Regions from separate parts of the Macaca mulatta genome. Here region 1 is linked to region 2. Evidence: chromatin contacts called from public Hi-C data. All regions are on one chromosome and are shown on one strand. The core of a region is the stretch at or near the end of the contact, and the rest is flanking DNA. Distances in the headings are between cores, read along the strand shown.

What was found. Hi-C and Micro-C count contacts between places; a contact is called where the count stands out from the background.
Region 1: a contact with region 2 is called in a Hi-C map of liver, with 4 times the contacts expected there. The contact joins the enhancer-like site here to the promoter of E2F6 in region 2. A contact is called at or near these places in 4 of 14 Hi-C or Micro-C datasets (fetal cortex germinal zone, fetal cortical plate, fibroblasts and 1 more).

The regions. Positions count from the first base shown.
Region 1 is chr13:113,695,679-113,702,251 of T2T-MMU8v2.0, reverse strand. It overlaps C13H2orf50 (chromosome 13 C2orf50 homolog), which reads left to right and starts at 167. Exons shown (of 4, transcript XM_077960138.1): 1 at 167-4,244. The coding sequence starts at 3,985. Within about 2 kb of position 3,766, at least 11 of the 40 cell types and tissues checked have an H3K27ac peak or open chromatin away from gene starts, as enhancers often do.
Region 2 is chr13:113,370,063-113,376,186 of T2T-MMU8v2.0, reverse strand. It overlaps E2F6 (E2F transcription factor 6), which reads right to left and starts at 4,290. Exons shown (of 7, transcript NM_001266655.1): 1 at 3,925-4,290. The coding sequence starts at 4,032.

The DNA.
Region 1 (6,573 bases), core at 2,517-5,016, 330 kb before region 2:
GTCTCTACTAAAAATGCAAAAATTAGTCGAACATGGTGGCGCACGTCTATAATCCCAGCTACTCAGGAGGCTGAGACGGGAGAATCACTTGATCCCAGGAGGTGGAGGTTGTAGTGAACAGAGATCGTGTCCCACTGCACTCCAGCCTGGGTGATAGAACGAGACTCTGCCTCTAAATAAATAAATAAATAAACAAACAAACAAACAAACAATTTTAAGCTGAGTACAAAATGGTGGGCACATTGACAGCAACTGTAGAACCAACAGTTAGACCCAAAGCGGCTACTTATAAGTGAAAACGGTTGGGGCTACAAGAGGAAGGCCGGAGCAGATTTTTCCATAGATAAATTGGGCCTTCCTTTAATGTTGCTGTTCTGATGAACCGGGAGCTTTCTGGGGACTTGGCGGGAGCAGCTGACAAGGCAAGAATTGTGGCGCTGGATGCTTCCTCTGCGGTCACCGCCTGGTATGACGCCTCCAAGGTGTGTGCGCGCGGGAAGGAGAGAGAGGGTAGTAAAGCCAACTTTTCATCCAAAAAGCAGAGGCTTCGGGGACAAAAGGGACAGAAAATATCCCCTGCAAATTAAAAAATGCAGACACGCATTTCCCCTGCCTTCACCTCCCACGGATCCGCCCCTTCAGCTCTCTCCCGCGGGCTCCCAAGCTCCGGGGCCCCTGGGCTCTGCGCCCGCGGAGCTGGACGGAGCTCGGGACCCTCCCTCGCTCCCCGACCCGGGAAGGGGCGGGGCCGACAGGAAGTAGGCGGGGCTGGTTCGCAGGGCGGAGCCTCGTCGCGCTCTGTGAATCGCAGGTGTCCTTGCTCCCGGGCTGGTGGGGCCACCCTGTGGCTGCCTGGGCTGGAACGTTCTCCTCGCCCAGCTGAAGGCCCTGAACTTGCTAAGCCTTTTAGGGTTGAGGAAAACCCATTCAAAGACAACTCCAGCAACCTCCCAAAGGCAGGGATTCTTGTGCTCCCCTGGTAAGTCTCATGTAAAGTTAGACCACAAAATGTGGGCTGTGCCCTGAGCCCTCGCTCAAGGGCACAGAGCAAGTCACTGGCAGAGCAGGGACTGGAACCCGGTGTCCTGATCCCCAGGTGAGGCCAGCCTTAGAGCTGCGGGAGGGGCAGGGCGGCGTGGGTCCTCCCAGGCTGGGGCTCACTGAGGCGCACCCAGAGTGAATTTGGATGTTTTTCCAGGGATAAGGACATGTGAAAAGAGACTGGCAGTGACTGACCTGGACTGGCAGGTGAGGTGTTTTTTTCCCCTCAACATTTTATTTTGAAGTTTTTCAGACACCCAGCATATGCCCACCCATATGCCCACCACCTAGATTCTACAGTTACGTTGTATTGTATTTGTTTTGTCACCCATCAGTCCAGCCCTCTATCAACTCTCGGTCTGAAATGGTTTTTAAATTATATTTTAATTTTTAAGAACCAATCTCCAGCCGGGCGCCATGGCTCACACCTGTGATCCCAGCGCTTTGGGAAGCCAAGGTGGGTGGATCACCTGAGGTCAGGAGTTCGAGACCAGCCTGGCCAACATGGTGAAACCCTGTCTCTACTAGAAATACGAAAGAAATTAGCTGGGTGTGGCAGTGCACACCTGTTTTCCCAGCTACTCGGGAAGCTGAGGCAGGAGAATCGCTTGAACCTGGGAGGCAGAGATTGCAGTGAGCCAAGATCACACCACTGCACTCCAGCCCCGGTAACAGAGTGAGACTCCGTCTAAAAAAAAAACTCAGTGGAGATATTTAGCCTCTACATACATCAGGAACTCGATCAGTCGTGATGGTTTGTCGCAGATGCCCTTGCTGGCCTTTTTTGTCCTGGTCCCTGTGTCTAGAGCCTGTGGCCAGGGCTGGAGGTATCTGAGCAAACTGCATGGCTGTTCCCAGCTGCTCGGGGCTACAGCCTGCAGTCAGCCTGACAAAGCCTCCCAGGACACATTGTCCTCTCTAAAGACACTCACGGGGTGTCTTTAGAACCCAGCTGCTGGGGGTTCAGGGAAGTCAGAGCCGCTGCTCCTTGGGCATGGCAGGAACCTGTCGTCGCGGTGCAGGGAGCACAGACACCTCCATGGGAGCAGCACACAGCGGCCCACCCTGCCACGCTCCTGCTGCGCTCATCTTTACCAGGAAAATTTAAGTCACTAGATGCCAGCCTGTGTCATCCCAGCTCTGAGGGGAGGGACAGAGGACAGACAGAGTCCCAGGCTTGCAGCTCTGATTCTAGACTAATGTTTTCCCAAAAGGTCACACCCCTCAGCTCCATCCTCACGCAAGTGTGGGAAGACAAAGCTGGCAGCTCTTTCTGGCCTGGCTCTCAGCCCTGTCTTCTCCACGCCAGCCCTCCACCTGAGCCCGGTAGGGGCTTCATTGCCATTGCTTACCCACACCATGGCAATGGCGACCTCACCTGTTTCTTACCCCTTTCCTGATGGTTCTGTTCCCTGCAGTTCCGTTGGGGCTCACAGCCCATCAGTATCTCCCCACTGGGTACAGGATACAGTGGAAAACACCCCGGGGCCTGCCCCCATGTGCCCTGCCACCCCCGTCCTTGTCTCCTCCCCTACATCTCCCAAAATGCCAGGCTCTCTCTTGCATCCAAGCTTTTGTGGTCACCCCAGTTTTTCTACCTGGCAAGTCCTTTCACCTGTGAAGTCCCAACTCCTTGCTGCCTCCCTCACAGAAGCAGAATCCAGCAGGGGCACACAGGACTGGCCACAGTGCCCTGTGGTTCACTGGCTGCCCTGCTGCCCTGCACCCCAGGCACTCTGCACAGGCCTCTATTCATCAGGGTTTTGTCTGCACTTAGCTCTTCCTGTACAACGATAGGAAGCAGCGGCCCAGCTGAATGGACCCACAGAGAAGCTGCGTAGAAGGAACTGTGAATCTGCCAGCACCTACCGGAACGGCACGAAACCCAGAGAACCGGAAGCAGAGAGTGCAGGAGGCAGAAGTGATGAGAGCAGCGGGCATCCCTGGAGCTCAGCTGAGCCAGACCAGGAGAGGCTGCCACGGAGGGAGCCTGGCTGCACCCAGTTAGAACAGAAACAGGGCTGAGGGCTCGGACCGTGAGCCCTCAGGTTCTCCCTGTTCCCTTCAGCTGGTGACTGTGTGACCGTGGGCGGTCACTTAATCTTGCCGGTAAGGGCCTCAGTTTCCTCATCTGTAGAATGGCGTTGGAAAGGCATGGCTGGGAGGTCTCAGACATAAAGCAGAGTGCTGTGTGAACGCTCCGGGTTTACAGACAGAGCGGATGTTCCTAGTGCATTGCACTCATTTTCCCTCGCCCGACAGAAGCTCATGACCTCCGCCATTGTTCCCAAACAAGCAGGAAGCTTCACACTGATGCCTGATCCACAATTCCCAGAGCGCCCTCAGGGCCACCATCTCGTGCAAGCCTCGCAGCATCCACGAGGGGGCAGCACAGGACTATCATCGCCCCACGGCCTGAAGGCGGCTGCCGGAAGCCAAGTGCGACAGTGGTGGGGGTGGCCCCCAGGAGCCCCGGCTTCGCTCCCTCCTCCTCCCCTACCCTGCTCGGAGGACTCCGGCCTCGGGGTAGGGGGCTGCTGAACTGGGCGTGGCATCTACTCAAGAACTCTCTGCCCCCCAGCCCTAGGGCTCAGATCACAAACACACACACACACACACACACACACACACACCCGCACACACCCGCACGCACACACGGGCCCGCCTCTTTCCTGGGAGCTGCCCGTTCCCAGGACAACAGTCAACACAGGCGGGAGTTCAAAACAAAACTGGGCTCAAATGCTCTCCCCATCGGCCACTCTGAGCTCGAGGCCTAAAGCGACAGTGAGGAGGACCCTGCCCAGGCTGTCCCGGGGTTAGGAGGGAGAGAGTGTTCCAGGAGGAGGTTTGAGCTGAGCTCAGGCACAGGAGTCTCTCTCTGTCTCTCTCTCTCTCTCTCTCTCACACACACACACACACACACACACACACACACACGCACCCATGGGGAGCCACCCTACCCCTGGGCTCCAGAGAACCACATCACCTGGGCACCGATTGTCCCCCACCAGGCCGCCAACGTCTGTCTCCCCAGCTGCCCGGATTGGCCCTATGGCCAGCAGGGGTCTTGCTGGTGGCTGTCAGGCCCCCCAGGCTCTGAAGGCGCAGCGGGTGGCCCAGGGAGCTGCCTGCGGTGGCGGCGTGCAGCAGGACCAGCTGTGGCGGGAGCTCCTGGAGGCCGAGCGTCGGGGCCAGCGGCGCTGGTGAGTCCCTGCCCTCCCTTCTCCACCCTGACCCCCGCAACCTGACTACAAGTTGGGGAAACTTTTGGAGAAAGGGAGATGGCTGGGCAGCTGATCCGGGCTGAGGGACAGAGAGCATGGCATGCCCGGGGGGAGGCGGGTCACCGGCCCAGCCCAGAGCCAGACCCGAGCCTGAGCCTAGGAAGCCAGGAAGATGGAGGCCAGGATCAGATGCGGCTGGGTCCGAGCAGCCCCGCCTCCCTGGAGCCGGAGCCTGCTGGCCTAGTCTGGGTGAGAGGCGCTGGCCATCTGACCTGACTCTGGGAAAGATGCTCCTTCATGCCTTCATTCAACCAAAAATCCCCATGAGCCGCTCTGAAAGGAGACCAGATACAACAAGGGACTGACCTGGCCATGGCTCCACGGAGCCTTCATACTCCGGACAGGGCAGCCAAAAAGCAAGCAGAAAAGCAAACAAGTACAAATCTGTAAGAAATGTGACCAGCGGTAAGAAGGAAACAACAGTTCAGGGTTAGGGGGAGAGCCGGCTGAAGGCCTCTCTGAGGAGACTTTTAAGCTGAGACATGAAACAGGAGAAGGAGCCAAGAGTTTGACGTATCTAAAAAAACAAAACAAAGAATTCGTGTAGCTGAGGCACAGGGAGTGAGGAAGGCCACAGGATAAGGGGGAGCAGCCGGGGGGGCCACCCCAGCCCTCGTAAAAGTCTGGATGCATTTTTTCCAAAGGAGACACCATCCAGGATTTTAAGCAAGTACATGGCATGATCTTTAAGCAAGAACACAGCATTTTTAAATGAGCAGCCTGATAGATTCTAGGAAGCGCTCATCTTGCACCGCTGAAACTTCATACCCGTGGATTAGCAACGCCCCATTCCCCCTCCTCCCAGCCTCTGGCACCCACCATTCTAGTCTTTACTCCCAGTAGTCTATTTTCAGTGCCTCATAGAAGTGGAATTGTGCAATATTTGACTTTCCATGTCCGTCTTGTTAGCTTAGCATCCTGTCCTCCGGGTTCATCCATCTTGTCGCGTATTACAGAATTTCCTCCCATTCTAAGGCTGAATGTATATATGTGCAGTTTCTTTATTCATTCGTCAATGGACTTTACGTTGCTTCCACATTTGACTGTTATATGTATTGCTACAATGGACATGGGAGTGGTTTCAATTCTTTTGGATGAATTCTCAAAAATGGATGTCTTAGTCCATTTTGCATTGCTGTCAAGGAACACCTGAGGCTGGGTAATTTATAAATAAGTTTATTTGGCTCACCGTTCTGCAGGCCGTACAAGCATAGTCTTGGAATCCACGTGGCTTCTGGTGAGGGTCTCGGGAAGCTTACAATAATGGCAGAAGGTGAAGGAGGAGCAGGCGTGTTGCATGGTAAGAGAGGGACCCAGAGAGAGAGGGGGAGGTTTCAGGCTCTTTTTAACAACCAGCTCTCTCCTGTGAACTAATAGCGCAAGAGCTCATTCATTACCGCAAGGAAGGCACCAAGCCGGTCACGACCCAAACACCTCCCACTGGGCCCTACCTTCAACACTCGGGATCACATTTCAATATAAGATTTGGAGAGCACAAACACTCAAACCATATTGGAGGGATTGCAGGATTATATGCTACCTCTATTTTTAATTTTTTGAGGAACCTCCATTGTCTTTTCCATAGCAGTGGCACCATTTTGCATTCCCATCAGCAGTATCTCAGCATTCCAGTCTCTCCACACAATGGCCAACACTCATTGATTGTCTTTTGGTTTTTGATAACAACCATCCTAATAGGTGTGAGGTGGTATCTCATTGTGATTTTTTGTTTTGTTTCGTTTTGAGATGAAGTGTCCCTCTGTCGCCCAGGCTGGAGTACGGTGGCGTGATCTCGGCTCACTCCAACCTCTGCCTCCCAGGTTCAAGCAATTCTCCTGCCTCAGCCTCCCAAGTAGCTAGGATGACAGATGCCCTCCACTACTCCTGGCTAATTTTTGTATTTTTATTAGAGACAGGTTTTTACCATGTTGGCCAGGCTGGTCTTTTTTTTTTTTTTTTTTTTTTTGAGACGGAGTCTTGCTCTGTCACCCATGCTGGAGTGCAGTGGTGCGATCTCAGCTCACTGCAAGCTCCGGCCAGGCTGGTCTTGAACTCCTGACAGCAGATGATCCACACGCCTCAGCCTCCCAAAGTGTTGGGACTACAGGTATGAGCCACCGTGTTTGACCTCTGTGGTTTTGATTTGCATTTCTCTGATGATGAGTGACATTGATAATCTTTTCATATATTTATTGGCCATTTATTTATCTTCTTTGGAGAAATGTCTATTCAAGTCTTTAACCCATTT
Region 2 (6,124 bases), core at 3,041-5,540:
TTTTGGTACAAACGGGGTTTCACCACATTAGCCAGGCTGGTCTTGAACTCCTGACCTCAGGTGATCCACCCGCCTCGGCCTCCCAAAGCGCTGGGATTACAGGCATGAGCCACCATGCCTGGCCAGGAGTTCAACTTTCATTTTAATTTGGCAGTTGCATGATGAAGGCTTGTGTTTGATTTTCAGCAATTTCAGCCCTATGGCTACAGGACAGAAGATTCTAACCTAGGGCACACTTAGAAACTTTTAAGTCATTTATGTGGAACTCCAGCCATGAAACTGAATCCCTGAGCTCATCCTTTTCTTTCATCACTTTGTCCAAAGACACTAGGAGCAACCAACCAATGTCATTATAATCCTTGTTTTTCCAAAAATGTTTGAAAATATCACATACAGCGTCACTAAATTCTTTGCCTCTTATATGTGGTGAATTAGAATGTCAAAGGCATTTATTTTGCATATCTATAAACAGTTTGTGTCATGGCTTCCAGTGCTCTCTCTACTACTAGAAGTAGAGGTCTTAGCATTTTTAAGTTCTAATCAGATTAAAGAACCAATTCCAAAAACCCCAATTAAGGAAACTCACCTTTAAAATTCTGTTCCCCTAGAACCATTCCTGGTACCAAAATCTGTATTAGTATTGGTCTGTCTCTCTGCAGAACCCTGACCAATAGAGTAATAAATTCAATTCTGAATATACAGTAGTCCACCCTTATCCTTGGGAGCTACATTCCAAGACCCCCAGTGGATGCCTAAAACCGCCAACAGTACCAACCCCCATATATACAATTTTTTTCGTATACATACATACTTGTGATAACATTTAATTTATAAATCGGGCATAGTAAGATATTAACAGCGAATAATTAAATATAACAATTATAGCAATATACTACAATGAAAGTTATGTGAAGGTGGCCTCTCAAAATATACTGTAGATCTTAGCAACCTCAGAATAAGATTTTTTTCTTTCCTTACTAAGTCAAGAACTTAGATCTTTTCACTTGAAGCACTTCATCAATTCTCTTTGGCATACTGGAACTGCCAGCATCACTACTCCTGTGCTTCAGGGCCATTACTGAGTAAAATAAGGGCTACTTAACACAAGCACTGTGACAGTTGGTCTGATAATCAACAATCAGCTACTAAGCGACTAAGGCCAGGGTGCAATGACAGCATGGGAACTCTGGACAAAGGAAGATTCAGGTGCTGGGTGGTACTTGACAGCTCGAGATTTCATCACACTATGGAGAATGGCAAGCATTTTAAAACTGATGAATTATTTCTGGAATTTTCATTTTAATAGTTTGGGGGACCACAGGTTAAATGAAATCAAGAAAAGTGAAACCTCAGATGAGGGGGGACTAATAGGAGTTGGAAACCTAAGTAGGAAGGTCTAGTAGACAGCTGGAAAACCCTGAGGGAGATTTATAGATTTGGGAATTACGATATGGTAACTGAAAATACCAGAAATGTATGTCTAAGATTTCAAGCGATGTATCTGCTGATATTGCATGCAAACTAAGTGGTTTTTCCACAGTGAGCTTAGAGTTTTTATCAAATTCTCAAATATTAAGACGACCAATACAGATGGTACCAATATACAGCTGATCCTCAAACAACACAGGTTTGAACTGTGTGGGTCCACTTAGATGCCAATTTTCTTTACCCCCTGCCACAACTTAGAGAGCAAAACCAACTCCTCCTCTTACTCCTCTTCATCAGCCTACTCAGTGTGAAGACAAGGATGAAGACCTTTACGATCATCTAATTCCCCTGAATGAGTAGGACTTTCTCTTATTTATGATTTTCTTAATAACGTTTTCTTTAGCTACTTTATTATAAGAATACACTAACTAATACATGTAAATACAAAATATGTGTTAATCAACTGTTTACAGTATCAGTAAGGCTTCCAGGAAACAGTAAAGTTTTGGGGGAATCAAAGTTATATTCAGATTTTGAATTTCATGTGATTTGGTGCCCCAAACCCTGAGTCGTTCAAGGATCAAATGTAGACGGTAACATAAGTCATGGGAGGAGAGAATGAACTCCCCTAAGAAGAATGTGTAGAGACAGCAGAAGAGAACCCTGAATATCATCAACATGTGGCCAGCCACGGTGGCTCACACCTGTAATCCCAGCACTTTGGGAAACTGAGGTGAGAGGACAGCTTGAGCCCAGGAGTTCAAGACCAGCCTGGGCCACGCAGGAAGACTTCCATATCTAAAAATAAAAAAATTAGCCAGGCCTTGTGGCATGTGCCTGTGGTCCCAGCTACTAGAGAGGTGGAGGCAGAAGAATCACTTGAGCCTGGGAGGTCAAGGCTGCAGTGAGCCAGGATGTGCCACTGCACTCCAGCCAGGGTGACAGAGTGAGATCCTGTCTCGGGGGAAAAAAAAATGAAGGACTGGGAAGAGGATGAGGACAAGGAGAGCCCAGAGAAGCAGATGGAACATCAATGTCAAGGAAACTCAAGGGAGAGTTTCCAACACAAGTAGTTTTGTGTCAAAACTACAACAGCTGCTGGAATTGACGAGATTGTCGGTGACCCTGGTTAGAATGGTCTCACAAGTGTGCTGAGGATAGGGGTCCCCAGCAGTGGGTTGGCTGATAATGAGACGATCAAGTGGAAAGAGTGAGTGTAAATAACTTTTTCAAGAAGTTTAGCTGTGAAGGGGAAGAGAGACAGTAGATGGCAAGGGATATGGAATTAAGGGAGGGATCTTTTAAGATGGGGATGGATTGAGAATGTGGTTTTAGTAGTCAAGAATTTATCATCTGGAGTTAGACATTTGGAGGTTCAACCCAAGTTTCTCCACTTACTATCTAGCCACAGGCAAGCCGGCATTACATGCATCTCCAGGTCTGTTTTGGCAACCGTAAAACAAGAATAATAGTCTTTTACTATTATAAAACACTGCTGTGAGAAATTAAATGAGACAATAATCACAAACTATTTGGTATGGGGACCAGGCATAATGACTTGGGAAAATGTTTAATTACTACTAGTTATAGGAAGAAAGCAGCAGAGAAATTGAAAATATGGGGAGAGGCCGGGCTCGGTGGCTCACGCCTTGTAATCCCATCACTTTGGGAGGCCGAGGCGGGTGGATCACCTGAGGTCGTCAGGAGTTCGAGACCAGCTTGGCCAACACGGTGAAATCCCGTCTCTACTATAAATACAAAATTAGCTGGGTGTGGTGGCGCATGACTGTGATCCCAGCTACATGGGAGGCTGAAGCAGAAGAATCGCTTGAACCTGGGAGGCGGCGGTTGCAGTGAGCTGAGATCGTGCCATTGCACTCCAGCCTGGGGAACAAGAGTAAAAACTCCATCTCAAAAAAAGAAAAAGAAAATACGGGAGGAATGGAAAAGAACGCATTTGTTAAGGACCTTGAGAACCGGGGAATACAGTATCTGGTCCAGAACAAGAGTAGAAGAAATCAGTCTTTGTGGGAAAGGGAGCCAAATCTCCTAACCATTTTCTCCGTCAAACAGGTGGGGAGATAATTTTATGAATGGGAGCTGTGGCGTGGTAAATATAAAGCGTGGACAAGGTTTTAAACGGCTGCAGTAGAGCAGAAGAGAGAGAAGGTAGAAGAACAAATGATAGGTTGCAGAGATACAGCTAGAGTCCACTGAAGGAGAAAAACATGGCCTTTCCAATGCAAAGTTGAGCAATTTTCTCCAACAGTGCCCTGAAGTTCCGATGTAAAAGTCCAGAAGACTGACACCACGTCTGTGAACAGATGCTGAAAGCAGAAGGCGGGAGAGCGCAGTTTCGCAGCACGTGATGGGCAGCGCCTGGCCCAGGGGGAGCAGACGACCGAGACGACGGCCAGCGGGGTTGGCGGCGGCGCGGGGAGGAGGGGGCCAGCTTTGGGAGACCCCCGCCCGTCCCCCTCCCGTCCCGGAGCTTACCAGCAGTCCCTCCACGTTGATGGGGTCTCGGCACCGACGGCGAACCGTCTCCTCCGCGGGGTCCAGGAGGAGACTGGGCAACTTCCTCGCCGGCCGCTGCTGACTCATGCTGCCCGGCCGGGCGTCCCGCTCCCCTCGCACCCCGCGAGCTCTCCCGCCCTCTCGCGCGCAGCTCGATCACCGCCCCCCACGCGCCGATTTCCAAGGGCCCAGAAACTGACGGATCCGCGGCGTCCTCCAAGGCCCCGCCCGGCTAGGCCGTCCCACCCGCCAGCAAACGCGGCACTGCCTCACGTGCCCGGGAACTCCCGACGAAGACGGGAAAGGAGGAGGTAAACCCGCGGCTCTCAAGTAGCCCGGCCCGCCATTTTTCCGCATGCGCAGTGTACCGCCCCCCTCTGCGCATGCCCGCCGCGGCCGGAGCGCTCCCACGCACTGATCCTCTCCCGGCGGCTGGCGCCCGGGAAACCCGGACCGCGGAATCCACGGAGAGGCTGGCAAAGGAAAAGGAAGAGGTGGAGCCGGATTCCAGAGGAAGGGAACGGGGGTGAGAGAAAACAGGCAGCTGGGAAAACGCAGCGCTCGCCTGGAATTCTCGACGGTGATAACTGAAAGCTCTCAGCCGCAAAGATGTTCATTTATTCCTTTTTTTAATTTTAATTTTTTTTTTTTTTGTCGCCCAGGCTGGAGTGCAGTGGCGTGGTCAGGGCTCACTGCAGCCTCGAATTCTTAGGCTCAAGCGATCCTCCCACCTCAGCCTCCCAAGTAGCTGGGACTACAGGCGCGCGCCACTGCGCCCGGCTAATTTTTAATTTTAATTTTAGTAGAGGCAGAGTCTCAGTATATTGCACCGACTGGTCTTGAACTCTGGGGCTCAAGCCATCCTCCCACCTTGGCCTCCCAAGTGCTGGGATTATAGGCATGAGCTACCACGCCCGGCCTTCATTTATTCCTGAGCTCTGTTAGCACATCTTACAGGCGGGTCAGTGTTGATGCTTAGTAAATGTGAGCAACCAAACCATTGTGGTATCGTTTTACTTCTGCCTGCCTGCCTTCTTTCCTTCCTTCCTGCCTTCCTTCCTTCCTGCCTTCCTTCCTTCCTTCCTTCCTCCCTCCTTCCTGTTTGATGAATGAGTTATCGTGGACCTATAGTGTCAGATATTGGGGTGAGCACAGGCGATACTTACTCATTTGGATATGCCACAGGTTCAACCTCCAATTTCAGTGGGGACAGATAAGTAAACAGAGCATGTTAATTAAGCTGGAGCCAGAGGTGTGTTTTCAAATCCTGGCTCCTACTTATAAACCAGAAGACCTTATTAAGCCAGTTACTTAATCTGCCTGTGCCTCAGTTTCCTTATTTGGAAAATGCGAATAATGACAATACTTACCTGATAAGGTTGTTGTGAGGATTAAATGGATTAATGGATACAGGTTGCTGTGATTAGAACAGAGGCCAGCACATGTTTGAAATAAAAAGGTAACACACCGTGGTGTGTACAGAGTTGGAGGGAAACAACCGGTTAGACTGGGGGTTTCTACACAGCCTGAGGTGGGCGAGGTGAGGTAGGGAGAAATCCCTGAAGAAGCTGGCTCCCCACTAGACTATGATGTCAGAGGTCTCTAATCTTTTTTTTTCCCCATTACCCAGGCTGGAGGGCAGTGGCATGGTCATAATTCACTGTAGCATCAAACTCCTGGTCTCAAGTGGTCTCCCAGTTAAGACTCCCACGTAGCTAAGAGTACTGGTGCATGCCACTATGCCCGGCTAATTTTTTAAAATGTATTATTATTTTTTGAACTCCTTACCTTAAGCAATCCTCCTGCCTCAACCTCCCAAGGTGCTGGAGTTATAGGCTTGAGACACCATGCCTGGCTTCTAATCTTTGTATCTCTGTCATCTAGCACAGTGTCTGGCAAATAAAACATGCTCTGTTAACGTTTGCTAAATAAACTAGAAAAAAAGAGAACATAGCGGAGATCTCGAGAAGACTGCATATTGTTACAGAATGAAGAATTTCCCAGAGTCATTAGAAATGGCCATTTTAAGGCATTTATTCAGCATCTGCTATGTGTTTGGCATTCCACGTACATTTGCTTATGTAAATCTCATATCAAAACTGAAAGATAGTTATTTTTCTGCCCAATTTGCAGATCAGCGAAATTAAGATCAGCAGGATTACAAAAATTTACTCAGGGT